2 separate regions of the Mus musculus genome follow, and region 1 is linked to region 2. The links are chromatin contacts, called in public ChIA-PET maps. All regions are on one chromosome and are shown on one strand. Each heading gives the region's core, a stretch centred on a gene start, on an enhancer-like site or on the middle of the called end of the contact. The rest is flanking DNA. Distances are from core to core; before and after follow the strand shown.

Region 1 (6,433 bases), core at 1,948-4,447, 45 kb after region 2:
TCTAACATCAACGCACTCCTGGGACAGAGGGGACCTAAGGCACTGCCAGGACAGAATTTGGGTGGGGGTAGACTAAGGCCTTGGGGCTGAGCCATGGTCTTACCTGTCACCTTTGCTCTGGACAGGCTCCTCTTCCTCTTCCTCCTCTTCCTCCTCCTCTACAGCAGCCTGGCTCAGGGCACGATGCTTCTTGGCTCGGGTCTCAGCTTTCCTGATGTTTATCAGGACTTTGTGGTATTCTGCGGGTAGCAGACCCTTCACCAACTCGAATCTGAGTGGGACAGAGAAGAGTTGTCTAGAGGTTGCCAAGGACCCCTCCTCAGGGGCAGGAACTGTTCAGGAAGCTAACTTTCCCTGTGGCCCCTAAGAGACCAAGGGTCCCATCCTCCAACCCTACCCCATTCAAGCACAGACCCAAACTTGCGGGTGAACTTGATGAACAGGTTCCGAAGCTTCATCCGGAAGTGCCGTCGCATGTCATCTGACAACTTCCCAATGGCTTCCATCTAGCAGACAGAGCACCAGGGTGTCAGAGCGAGCTCGGGGCCTTCTGCCCTGCCCATCTGTCTTTGCTGTACAGACCAGTGTACAGTACAGCTGAGCCTAGCGAAGGGGAGGTACTGGCTGCCCTGTTCTCAGGCCACCGCTTCCCTGGCTCAACTCCGTTTCCTTACTCTGGAATCCCATCTTTCCTCTATGCCCTTTCACACCACAGCTGTGATTATCCTTCCGAGGCGACAACTGAACACCCTCCATGTGTCCTTCCCAGGGTTCTTTCACAGCAACTTGATGGGACAGAAACCTATACCAATACAGGCTCACCCGACTGCCAAGTGGCCATAGAGGCCCCACTTAACCCACTCAGTCCACTTTGCCAGCTACGACCCAGCATCCTGAAGTCACATGCTCCCTTTCTATCACGCAGTCGTGCTCATCCAGGCCCAGATGGTGACACATGGGAGTGGCAAACCTTATTATCTGTAAGGTCTGCCTGCAGTGGGGGCAGAGAACAAGGTCCCCACATACCCTTTAGTAGGATTCGGGAAGTTCTAAATATAAAGAGATCCAGTAGATCTCCACCCTAGCCTTGCCTTAAGCCTTTGGCTCCCAGTGAGGCTTCTGGAGAATATCTATCCCTGCTTTCTTCCTGGAAGCTAAGGTTTGACTCAGAAAAGATATGCAAAAGAGATCTGAGGGCCATGTGACTCTGCCAGCTGGAAGTGGAAACTGTTAGCAAGCAATTCCAGCTTGCAGGGAGTGTGTCCCTAATTTTCAGCTCCTCTGTGCCCTGGCAGGGATAGGAAGAGTGACCCTACAAAGAGCGAGTGCAGTCTTGAGACTAGACCTTGAAAATAAGTACCTGCCTGGTTCTCTATCTGTACAACATTGGAGAAGCCCTGTCCCTTGGCCTAAGAGACACTATAAGCATTGTGCCTTCTTTGTCAGTCAGCACTCTCCTACAAGCCCCTCTAAGGCTCCTTAATGTCCTTCTGCTGCTCAGAGCGTAGTGAAAACGCTCTGAACTAATATGCCCAGAGTCCCTCCCGCAGAGTCCATTCTTGCCCCCCAGTGAACACAATGGAGCCTCACCACTAGCTGCACATGCTTAGCAAGGTGCACCACGTCCATGACCACCACAGCAACCTTGATGAAGCCTAGCGCGGACTTGACCACATCACGGGTTCGAGAGGCCAGCAGCAGGCACACGTTCTCCAGGAGCTGCTCCACTGTGCTGGTCCCCATCAGCCCTGTGCACAGGGGCTGCTGTCAGATACCAGAGCCTCAAACCCAAGAGCCACCCACGGGTCCCCATCAGCCCTGTGCACAGGGGCTGCTGTCAGATACCAGAGCCTCAAACCCAAGAGCCACCCACGGGTCCCCATTAGCCCTGTGCACAGGGGCTGCTGTCAGATACCAGAGCCCCTCAAACCCAAGAGCCACCCACGGGTCCCCATCAGCCCTGTGCACAGGGGCTGCTGTCAGATACCTGAGCCCCTCAAACCCAAGACCCACCCAGGGGTCAGATGTTCTCAGGGCCTTTCTGGGTCTAACAGCTTGAACACCACCCATGGAGTATCCATACATCTTTTATCTTAGAGACTAGCAGGGGTTCTGAGAGGTTAGTAAAGATGCTCAAAGTTTGATGTGGTTGGTAAGAGGAGGGACCAGAACTAAGACATAGGGACAGGCCAACCCTCTTTCTGACCAATCTGACAAAAGTCCCAGGACACTGGGGCCTAAAGCTGATGGGTGGTGCGAATGTAAGGATGAAGGGAGAATGTTGTGGGAAGAGACTAGGAAGCAGACAGGCCGGGTTCTGGGTCTGTTTGCTGCATCCTGATGCTTTTCCCCATTCTGGCATCACCCTGTCCTGATGTTTGGAGCACTCTTTACCATAACAGCACCCTTCAGGTAAACACTTACCTTTGAACTCAAACAAGAGGTGGGTCAGAGCCAAAATGCTGCAACTAACTGTGGTAACTGCACCCAGAAGGCCAGGATAGATGAGGACAAGGTACCGCTGCAGAGCGTCTGAGGACAGAGAGTGGGACAGTTACTCGAAGACAGGGTGCTCAGGGATGGGTACTATTGGCCTTCAGTGCAGTCCACTCAAAGCCACAGGCAGAACAAGACAAGGCGTTCCCTCCACCTTTTCTCTTAAGACTGGACAGAGGCTTTAAGACTTTTCTCTCACTGGGCATGGTGGCGCACACCTTTAATCCCAGCACTTGGGAGGCAGAGGGAGGCGTATTTCTGAGTTCGAGGCCAGCCTGGTCTATAGAGTGAGTTCCAGGATAGCCAGGGCTACACAGAGAAACCCTGTCTCGAGAAACCAAAAAAAAAAAAAAAAAAAAGTCTTCTCTGGGCCAAGGCAGTTTGTCCACCCCAGCTCTCAGTCCACAGCCCACACTCTCACCTTCCTGGTTGGAGCCAAATCGCAGGAAAGCATGGCCCATCTCCACCAGCAAGGTAAACGCACTCTTCCTTGCACCCACTGACACCTCCTTGGTGCACAGGATCACCTGGCCAAACAGCCTTTGTCAGGACATGGAACTGAGGGGCAGCCTGGGTGAGCTCTTCACGCCTACACATGCACTAGGCAGTGAAGGGAGCGTGTGCTCCCACTGTTACCTACAGCCCTCCCTCCTCGGGCCTCTCTTGGAATCCACACTAAGAAACCACAACCCACATCCCTCCACAACCCCTCACCTCTGGGATGAGGGCAGCTATGAACTCCTCATGCTCAGCCGACAGCGTCTTCACAATATGTATGAGGCACTTCAAACGGGGCTGTGGGCACAACAACAACACCGGGGTCCTCCAGTGTCACCCTGACCCCTGGGCGTGCCTGTTGACGCCCTCCCTCCCTTGCAGACGAGGCAGCCCGGAACCCTTACCCTTTTAGCAGGCGAGGATGTGGTCCGAAGCGAGTCCAGCAGAGTCTTCTTCAGATCATCCAGGTGGCTCTGCACGAAGCGGGCTGCCGGGCCCTGAGAACTGGCACACACCTCCTCCAGCACGCGGTAGGCCTTCTTCTGTACACCGTGGACCTTGCTCTTGAGAGGGCAAACGAGACGTGGAGATAATAAGGAAGGGGACTGGGTTCCACTCCATCCTGTGACATTCCCCAAGCATCTACTAGAGAGGATTCAGAGAGAAGCTGGTCTGGAAACAGGAGCCATAGCTTCAGGGACAAAGCCAGACTGGATTTCCAAACCATTCTCACCACCACTAAATAACATATAAGGGGGCTGAGGCCAGGGCTCAGTGATTCAAAGTACTTGTTCTTTTAAAGGACCCACTTCCATTCTCAGCACCCACATGGCATCTCACAACTGTCTTAAACTCCACTTTCACAGCTTCAGGGGAGCTGCTGCCTTCTCATCTATGTGACACCAGGCACATAATGCAGGCAAAACACACATAAAATAGAATCAAATCTAAGAAAATAAAAGTAATAAATAGCAGACACCCAAGCCTGGGCACAGGCATCAGAATATAGGGAGATAGACCTGGCACTCTCTGACTAGCACGCTCTCCTCTAAGCTGAAGGAGTTCCCAGGCCTCGCCAGCTCATCCCAGCCTGCCCTGACATCTGTGTCCGCCTGCACACATCTTCCTCTAGCTACTATACAAACTGGCGGGGAGCAGGGAGACTGGTCCTCAGGAGGGTGCTACTGGGCTGAACACTGCACATTGTAAGCATTTTCGACAGGGCAGTGAGAATGAGCAAAGGCATAGGCAGGCCAGCTCTAAACAAGATCTTGGGGGTGTGGCTCAGAGGGCATGCCCAGCATCCAGGAGAACCTGAGTGCATCCAGGAAAAAAAAAAGGAAAAAGGAAAAAGAAAAGAGAAAAGAAAGAGAAAGGAGGGGCTGGTGAGGTGGCTCAGTGGGTAAGAGCACCCGACTATTCTTCCGAAGGTCCAGGGTTCAAATCCCAGCAACCACATGGTGGCTCACAACCATCCGTAACAAGATCTGACTCCCTCTTCTGGTGTGTCTGAAGATAGCTACAGTGTACTTACTATAATAATAAATAAAGTCTTTAAAAAAAAAATTTCCTTTAAAAAAAAAAGAAAGAGAAAGGAAAACCAAACGGCCCAGGACAGTGGCTCAGCGGTAAATGTGCTGATCGGGTGCTTGCTTCTGAGCCTGACAACCCGAGCTCAATCCTGGGCACCCACAGAAGGCGCAAGGAGAGAACCGAGTCTACACAACTGTCCTCAGACTCTCACCACCCTCAGCTTAACACACAAATGATATGTGAAATAAAACTTAAAAGGAGGTAAACATGAAAGACTTATCTAGGCCTCAAACTCTCTAATGAAGGCTAGGTGCGGAGGTGTGACCTGTAATCACAGCACTTGTGAGACAGAGGCAGGAGGATGAGGAGTTCCAGGCCAGCTTTCAATACAGAGGAAGTTCAAGGCCTGTTTAAGATATATTCGTATCTCAAAGAACAGTCTGGTGAGGCTACAGTTGGTCAAAGGTGGAAGAAGGCAGAATGGGAGGGCTGAAGGCTGGGGCAGGCCTAGAATGGCAACAGGAAAAGAGTGTAGCCTTTGTTCTACAAGACACACCTTGGCACAGGCTAGGGCACAGCTGTACATCCTAGTGACAGATGGGCAGGGAGAAACCCTAAGGGAAACCACTGTGGGAGTAGCCAGGGCGAGATCTGGGCACGTAGCATGGATGGAGACAAGAAGAGCTCACCTCAAGGTAGGGCCGGATGGTAGAGTATAGCTTACTGATGGCAGCTTCATCCGAGTAAGGAGCCAAAGCCACAACCAGATCCAGGACAGACAATCTGCCAGAGTGACAAACAGGAGGGGCTTAGAGGACGAGAGAAGGACAGAGCTGTTTCTACTCAGGGCTGGGCCCAGCCCCTGCCTCCCAATCCCAGAGGCATTTGCGAATGGTAAGCAAGGAAGGTAGCGCTACTCAGGGAACCCTCAGAGCACCAGGTGCTCTACACAGCTAGCTCTCTCTGTCCTCAAAAAGCCACGTGGCAGGGACTGTTATTACACATACTCTACAGATGAGGGCTTAGAGGCAGAGTGTGTATGTAACTGGTCTAAAGCTACATGAGATGGGAAGGGATGGAGCTGGGATTGAACCCATTTATTTATCTTTGGGGTCCAGTCTTCAGAAATAATGAACTAATCAGACCTCTCAGAACAGTTAGAACATGGTATCTCAAGACTTCTAGAGTGAGCTCAAAGGCTCTGCTAGGTACCCTTCGGCTACCAAGCTCAAGTGAGGAAGCCCGGAACACCTACCTGGTGAAATCAGAGCTGGCAGGATCGAGAACCTTCTCGGTGGCTTTTTCCAGGAAGCTATTCACCAACTAACAGTCCCAATGGAGAAAGAAACAGAGTGACCATAGCAGCAGGCTCCTGAGTTGGTCCCCATGGTTTAGGTCCCCCAGCCCAGCTACAACTGCTGTGTAAAGTCCCCAGTCCAGCTCCAGCGCCTGGAGGTGGAATCTTGACCTTTCCAAGGCCCAGCACTCACCTGAGCCTCAGTTATGGTGAGGTAAGTTTTGATGGTTTCCAGCACAGCACGGCGAGGGGCTGCCGCCTCTCCAGCTGCAACAGGCTGCCCATACAGGTTGAAGAGGATTGGCAGGAAGTTTTTGGCAAAGCGGCTCACTTCAGCTCGGTCAGCCTCTGGCAAGAGGACCCAAGTTTGCATTGATGGGACAGAGCTAATAGTAACTCAGTAGTCACATCTTTTTAGAGGACCCCAGGGCAGGATTTAAAAGCCACAAGAATAGACTTTCTGCCAGTAGAGGCTGAGGCTAGGGCACACAGAACAAGAAGCCTCTGGGTTCAACACTGACTGCATAATCCACAGATCTCACCCTTCGGTGAGAGGTGTGAGGCAAGGACTAACGTTAGCCTCCTGGAGCCCACAGCAGGCTAGCACCC
Region 2 (6,626 bases), core at 1,950-4,449:
AGGAGGATTGTCAGAAAGGCTAGGACAGTCTGGACTACAGAGCGAGATACTGCCAGAGAGAGAGAGGAGAGAGAGAGAGAGAGAGAGACAGAGAGAGAGAGAGAGAGAGAAAGAAGAGGAAAGGAGAGGAGAGGGGAGGGGGAGAGGAGGGGAGGGGAGGGGAGGGGAGGGGAGAGGAGAGGAGAGGAGAGGGGAGAGGAGAGGAGAGGAGAGGAGAGGAGAGGAGAGGAGAGGAGAGGAGAGGAGAGGAGAGGAGAGGAGAGGAGAGGAGAACAAGAGAGCAGTCATCTGCCAAGGATAAATTTTATAATTCCACAGAAGTAGAGATTACCTAGATTTAGAACTTTGATTACTTTCTTCAAACTGACTCTATTACAAAGAGGGAGCTGTTGAAAGAGCCTGGAAGCCCAGCACTTGGGAGGTAGAGGCAGGACAATCATGAGTTCAAGACCATCCTCAGCTACAGAGTGAATTCCATGCCAGCTGGGGTTACAGGAGACCTTGTTTCAAAAAAATGAAGAGACAAAAAAAAAAAAAAAAAAAAGGAGGATGAAGAAAAGAAGAAGGAAGAGGAAGAGAAGGAGGAAGAACTGACTTTTCCACTGTTCTGACATTTCTCTTCTCTATACTTGAAAAAAAAAATGAAGCCAGACAGTGGTGGTGCACGCCTTTAATCCCAGCACTTGGGAGGCAGAGGCAGGCAAATCTCTGAGTTTGAGGCCAGCCTGGTCTACAGACTGAGTTCCAAGACAGCCAGGGCTGCACAGAGAAACCCTGTCTTGAAAACAAACAAACAAACAAACAAAAATGAAGCAGACTCTCTCTCTTTTTTAAAGATTTATTTATTTTATGTATATGAGTACATTGTTGCTGTCTTCAGACACACCAAAAGAGGGCATCAGATCCCATTACAGATGGTTGTGAGCCACCACGGGGTTGCTGGGAACTGAACCCAGGACCTCTGGAACAGCAGTCAGTATTCTTAACTGCTGAGCCATCTCTACAGCCCCCCAACTCACTTTTTAAATATTTAAAGTTGCATTTATTTAGTTGGGGGAGGGTGTTAAAGTCCAAGGATAACTTGTAGGAATCGTTTCTTTCTTTTCCACCAAGGGTCCTGAGGACTGGACTCAGGTGGCCAATCTCGGTGGAAAGCATTCTTTTCCTCTGCGGCATCTTACAGGCTACCCAACTCTTCTTTTAAACTGTTTAAATGTGTATGAATGTTTCGCCTGCATGTATGCCTATGTCACTGTGCACATGGAGGCCAGAAGAGGGTGTTAGTATCCTCTGGATGTGGAGTTAGTTACCAATCTTTGTGAGCCTCTGGGAGTACTGAGAACCAAGCCCCGGTCTTTCAGAAGAGCAGCCAGTGCTCTTTAGTCGTGAACTCTTAAGTCTTATTATTTACTTACTTCTGAATTCAGTCTCACCATTTTGTCTCACACTAATCTAGAACTCATGGATTTGAGCAATCTTCCCAACTCTGCCTCTCCAGCCAAGTGTAAGCCCTGGCTGCTGCACTCAGCTCCTGCTCAGGACTAGAAAGTAGCTGCCTGAACACTGTCAGACTCTTCACTGGCCTTGGTGTGTCTGTTCCTAAATGCTTTATGACTAGGGTTTTTTTGGTTTTTTTGTTTTGTTTTGTTTTTGTTTTTTGGTTTTTCGAGACAGGGTTTCTCTGTATAGCCCTGGCTGTCCTGGAACTCACTTTGTAGACCAGGCTGGCCTCGAACTCAGAAATCTGTCTGCCTCTGCCTCCTGAGTGCTGGGATTAAAGGTGTGCGCCACCATGCCCGGCACTATGACTAGTTTTAAAGCAACTTTATATTACACAATTTACACGTTACAAATTCACTTATTTTAAGTTCTCTCTCTCTCTCTCTCTCTCTCTCTCTCTGTGTGTGTGTGTGTGTGTGTGTGTGTGTGTAATAGAAACTAGGCCACAGAGTTCTGTGTATCAGGCTGGCCTCAAATTTGCTATTTGGCCAGGAATAATTTTGAACTTGTGATCCTCCTGCCTCTGCCTTCCTAGTGTTGGGATTACAGATGTGTGTCACCACCCAGGGGTCTGTTGAAGTCCATTTGAAAATGATCATCATCAGCCAGGCGTGGTGAGTTCCAAGACAGGCAGGGCTATACAGAGAAACCCTGTCTTGAAAACAAAGAAAGAAAGAAAGAAAGAAAGAAAGAAAGAAAGAAAGAAAGAAAGAAAGCGGTCATCAAATTACTGTTCGCTCAGAAGGAAAGCATTCCTGCCATGTGCAAGGCCCTGGATGTAATCCCCAACCCTTCCAAAAAAAATCATTAAATAAACACACTTGACCTAGTGGTTCCCAACCTGTAAGCAAGAGGATAAAGAGTTCAAGGTTATCCTCAGCTACACAGCCAATCCAAGAGCATACTCAAGGCCCTTTCACAAAATAAATAAATATTAAAAAAAAAAACTAATAAAGGTTTGGTTAACCATTAATTCAACAATGCTATCTGGAACAGTTAAGATGGCCGAGGCTCTGTTTTCATATAACCAGCTCACCACTGCTACCCTTTCTAGATGACTAGTCTTCATTTGACTACTGAATTTCGTTAACACGCATTCACTTGCCATATTACAGTTCCTTGCAAAGAGCCAGTAGTCAACGCAGCCCCTAAATGCCCTGGAACCCAAGCCAAAAAACCACGAAATCTGTGGCCGGTTTGCGTTCCAGCTCAGCCATCCACATCAGACAAGGTCTCCATCCTCCTTTCCATCTTTGGCAACAACCTTTTCCTAATCGTCACTCCGAGTCCAAACCTCACTCCCTCTCCTTTCCAGCCTCCTCTGACTCTGTCACCCAAACCTTTAAAAAAAAAAAAAAAAAAAAAAAAAAAAAAAAAAAAAAAAAAAAAAAAGCCACCGCCTAAACCAAACCACTTGACGTGCTGAGGGGAGTGTGTGGAGGTGTAAGTGTGTGGAAGTGACTGTGTGTGGAAGAAACCAATCGAGTCCCCCAAGGTGTCCATCTTGTGGAATGCCAATTAGGCCCGGCTGAGCGAACCAGAATCAACTTCCCAGTGCATCCCCGCACACAGTAGGCACGCCGATGAGGCTCGGGGGCAGCCAGGCTCTACTCTGTGCCCTGGCCCTACAGGCTCACTACTGCCAAGGAGACAGCACCCCCCGGCCGCGCACGGTGGTAGGAGCCACGCGACGTCACCCATTGTTTACAAATCAACCCAAGCCGGCAGCGTTCCGGCTCCCGCGGCTCTAAGGCGCGCGGTGCCACTGCCCGGTGGTCCCTGCCTAGCCCGGCTTGGGCCTCCGCCTCGCTCCCGCCCCAGCCGCGGCTCGCCGAGCCCGCGGCCAACCGAGCTGCCAGCGACGCCCGCACAGCCGCGGGGGCCCGGGCGGGGGGCCATGCCTTGCCGGAGGGAGGAGGAGGAGGAAGCCGGCGACGAGGCGGAGGGGGAGGAGGACGACGACAGCTTCCTCCTGCTGCAGCAGTCGGTGACTCTGGGTGGCTCGACCGACGTGGACCAGCTCATCGTCCAGATCGGCGAGACGCTGCAGCTGGACGCAGCGCACGATCGCCCGGCCTCGCCGTGTGCCGCCCCGGGTCCCCCGCCCCCGCAGGTCCTGGCGGCGCTGCCGGCGGACAAGACCGGGACCCCAGCTAGGAGGCTGCTGCGGCCGACGGGGTCAGCGGAGACCGGGAACCCTGCGCCCCCGGGGGCCGTGCGCTGCGTGCTAGGGGAGCGCGGGCGCGTGCGGGGACGGTCGGCGCCCTACTGCGTGGCGGAGATCTCCCCCGGCGCCAGCGCGCTGCCCCAGCAGCCGGGCCTTGACGGACCCCCGGGGACCGGCAAACTAAGCACCCCGCAGCCACTGTCGGGCCCGTGCCGCCGGGGTTGGCTCCGGAACGCAGCCGCGTCCCGCCGCTTGCAACAGCGACGCGGATCTCAGCCGGAGACCCGCACTGGCGACGACGACGACCCGCACCGGCTCCTGCAGCAGCTCGTGCTCTCGGGAAACCTCATCAAGGAGGCGGTGCGCAGACTTCATTCGCGACAGCTACAGTTACACGCAAAGCTTCCCGCACACCCGTTCCTCGGGCCTCTGTCAGCCCCAGTGCATGAGCCGCCTTCGCCCGGGAGCCCTCGCGCGGCCTGCAGCGACCCTGGCGCTTTCATGGGGAGGGCGCAGCTCAGAACTGGGGACGACCTTCTTGTCCCTGGCAGCTAACAACCTAAGTGGCCACAGCACCAGCCTGTAGCCGGGGACCAAGGGATTTACCCAGGGCTTCACCCAGCCGGAGCTGGTGGTGGACTCGAGCATTATTTGGAAACGGGAAAATAAGCTAAGGAAGACAGCCGAAATATCGCAGATATTTTCATGGGTAACTGAAATTGAAAGCCCCGAACTGTTTGAAACCCAGGACTTAGGTTTGTTTAAAGCAGAATCTACAGAGCGCACCGCAGGCTGTCAGCAGGGCTCCTTTTTTTTTTTTTTTTTTTTTTTTTTTTGGCGTGATTCAACCTGGTCGCTGCAATTCCACGCAGACTCTCCTGGCCAAGCGGGGACCACGTGGCCACGGTGCATGCTCTCAGGATCGGCTCAGCCTGCTATGGAACGAAGGACGATGATCCCCATTACTTGCTGTACTTTTTCAGGGCTGGTTCCTGATCCATTTTCGGGGAGGGGGAAACAAGAGTGGACTTAATTTCGGGGGGCGCCCCCCCTCCAAAATGCCACACTTGAACATTTAACGACAGTTAAAAGACCATCTCATCATCCTTTGCGGTGCTGGTTTCAATGTAAAACATGCGGTACAACGAGAGGACCCTCTTGGGGCTGAATAGAAGTAACCGTTTTTTTGTCCGTTCCCTTTTTCTTTCAAAGGGTTGCTGTTAGCAGAGTGTTGAGGGAAAGCTGCACCCCATGAGTGTAAGGTGGAGACAGCAGTGAGCTGTGTTGGGTAATGGAAGGGTATGGCGAAGCAAGGAGTGACCCCCTCCTGCCTTCGTAAAGTGTGTTTTTAAAGGAGACCCATCCCTTTGGGGGTTCAAGGTCACTGTTTCCTGGGTGTGCACCGTGTAGTGGGACTCCAACACGGAGACAACCGAATGGCCTTGCTAGGAAGAGAGCACACTGTTTTGCAAATGCAAGAGTCCCCTAAGGACGCTCCCGCCACATCCCAGAGGAGGTGGGGATGGCGAGTGCTGAGTGTGCTTCCCGTCCGAGGCCACCGCCCCTGCCCCTCCACCTGGCTTGCAGACAAACTGCCTTGAGACAGTGACCGAGTACCACCTTTCCCCCTTGGTTCTGCTGCCCTACTCAAGCAGGGTGGCGCTGATGATGCTAGGGGCCAGGGTAGGGGATTGGGGAGATTCCACATAATGGGCACTCCAGGGACACAGCTTGGGACACAGTCTCACACAGCCTCTTCTAATGGGCTCTCGGGGCCATTTGTAATAACAGCTGCAGTTCCCTGGATAGACAGAGTTGATTTCCTCCTGACCCTCCCCCAGCTGTGCCAGCTGGCCTTTGTAAGGGAAGGAACCCTAGTAGAAAATGTGACCCTCCAAATGGGAAAGCTGCAGGTTTTTCTGCTATTGTGACTGTGAAGTGCTTGGAAACACTGTTCACTCTGAGCGACCATTTCGTTTTAGTTTTCTGGAGTCAATGGCTTGTTCAGCATCCAGATGTGGCTGTTGACATATCTACACTTCGCACCGGAGTGACTGGAATTGTGGCTGTCCTGATTATAGGATTTTAACTGAAATAACTGTTTTTGAATAAATGTGTTGGGTTCCCCTCACACACACCCCCACACCCCGGCTTTTATTTTGTACTTGCCTCCAGTGCGAAAGATGAACAGAACACATTTCTCTGATCTCCATAAACATGAAAACACTTGAAATCTCTGTCGGCTTGGCTCGAGGCTGGTAATTAGAGGCCTTTGTGTCTGAGCAGCTCAGTAGTTAGATGAGGTCTGTGCAGCTGGGTGTGTGTCGGTGCTGGCATGAAATTAAATGAAACTGAGGTCAGGTTTTGGACCAATCCCATTCAGCAACCTCAGAGCCTTTTGGGTGCCGGGGAGGACATCAGAGCAGTCTGGGAGGCTAACTGCTCCACCTACGTGGACCCAGCTCTTCTGGCACCCCTTATCCCCCCCAGCCCCGTGCGCCCACCTCTTCTGGTGCCCTAATGGGGTTGTTGACCAGGTGCTACCCAAGATATAAACCCAGTGGTAGGAACACTGGTTGAGATCTTATCAAATGACACCTCCCTCCTTGTCCTTAGTACATTTGCTACCATCCTGTCCTGGCGATGACACGATCGCCCCGTTCTGCCCTTTTCTGAAATGCTGCAATCTGTTCCCTTAAGGAAGGAGCTGAGTTAGATATAACAAAGGCTGAAGTGGAGCAGGGACCTTGGAGAAGTATTGGGGACTCCGTGGCTTTTCCATTTCCTCTCCTGTGCCACACGGACAGTGAGATACAGCCTGCATGGTGGCAGCACAGAATGGTTGGTAGTCCCTAGCCCTTCCTTTCCAGAACTGGCTCTAAGTAGCCAGGTGACTGGGGGGGGGGGGTCCTTGATTTTTCATTCAATGGAAACCCACTCGTTGGAAGCATTGTCTGTC

The links. ChIA-PET counts read pairs in DNA pulled down with a chosen protein or histone mark.
Region 1: a contact with region 2 is called in an RNA polymerase II ChIA-PET map of effector CD8 T cells, with 9 read pairs. The contact joins the enhancer-like site here to the promoter of Frat1 in region 2. A contact is called at or near these places in 1 of 15 datasets of contacts at CTCF or cohesin (the G1E-ER4 cell line), 5 of 484 Hi-C or Micro-C datasets (CD4 T cells, cerebral cortex, forebrain and 2 more), 10 of 115 datasets of contacts at active chromatin or transcription factors (CD8 T cells, the HPC-7 cell line, the SCID.adh cell line and 5 more) and 2 of 9 other capture datasets (adipose tissue and liver).

Annotation. Positions count from the first base shown.
Region 1 is chr19:41,871,319-41,877,751 of GRCm38.p6, forward strand. Rrp12 (ribosomal RNA processing 12 homolog (S. cerevisiae)) reads right to left here. Exons shown (of 34, transcript NM_199447.2): 18 at 6,018-6,172; 19 at 5,783-5,850; 20 at 5,217-5,310; 21 at 3,399-3,557; 22 at 3,211-3,291; 23 at 2,918-3,023; 24 at 2,425-2,532; 25 at 1,591-1,748; 26 at 415-506; 27 at 104-271. Among named protein-coding and RNA genes, the nearest start is that of Rrp12, 22 kb to the right of the region's middle. Within about 2 kb of position 3,198, at least 25 of the 459 cell types and tissues checked have an H3K27ac peak or open chromatin away from gene starts, as enhancers often do. A contact at or near this core is called in CD8 T cells, the SCID.adh cell line and effector CD8 T cells, where this site is marked.
Region 2 is chr19:41,826,771-41,833,396 of GRCm38.p6, forward strand. It overlaps Frat1 (frequently rearranged in advanced T cell lymphomas), which reads left to right and starts at 3,200. Exons shown (of 1, transcript NM_008043.3): 1 at 3,200-5,813. The coding sequence starts at 3,398. The coding sequence ends at 4,222.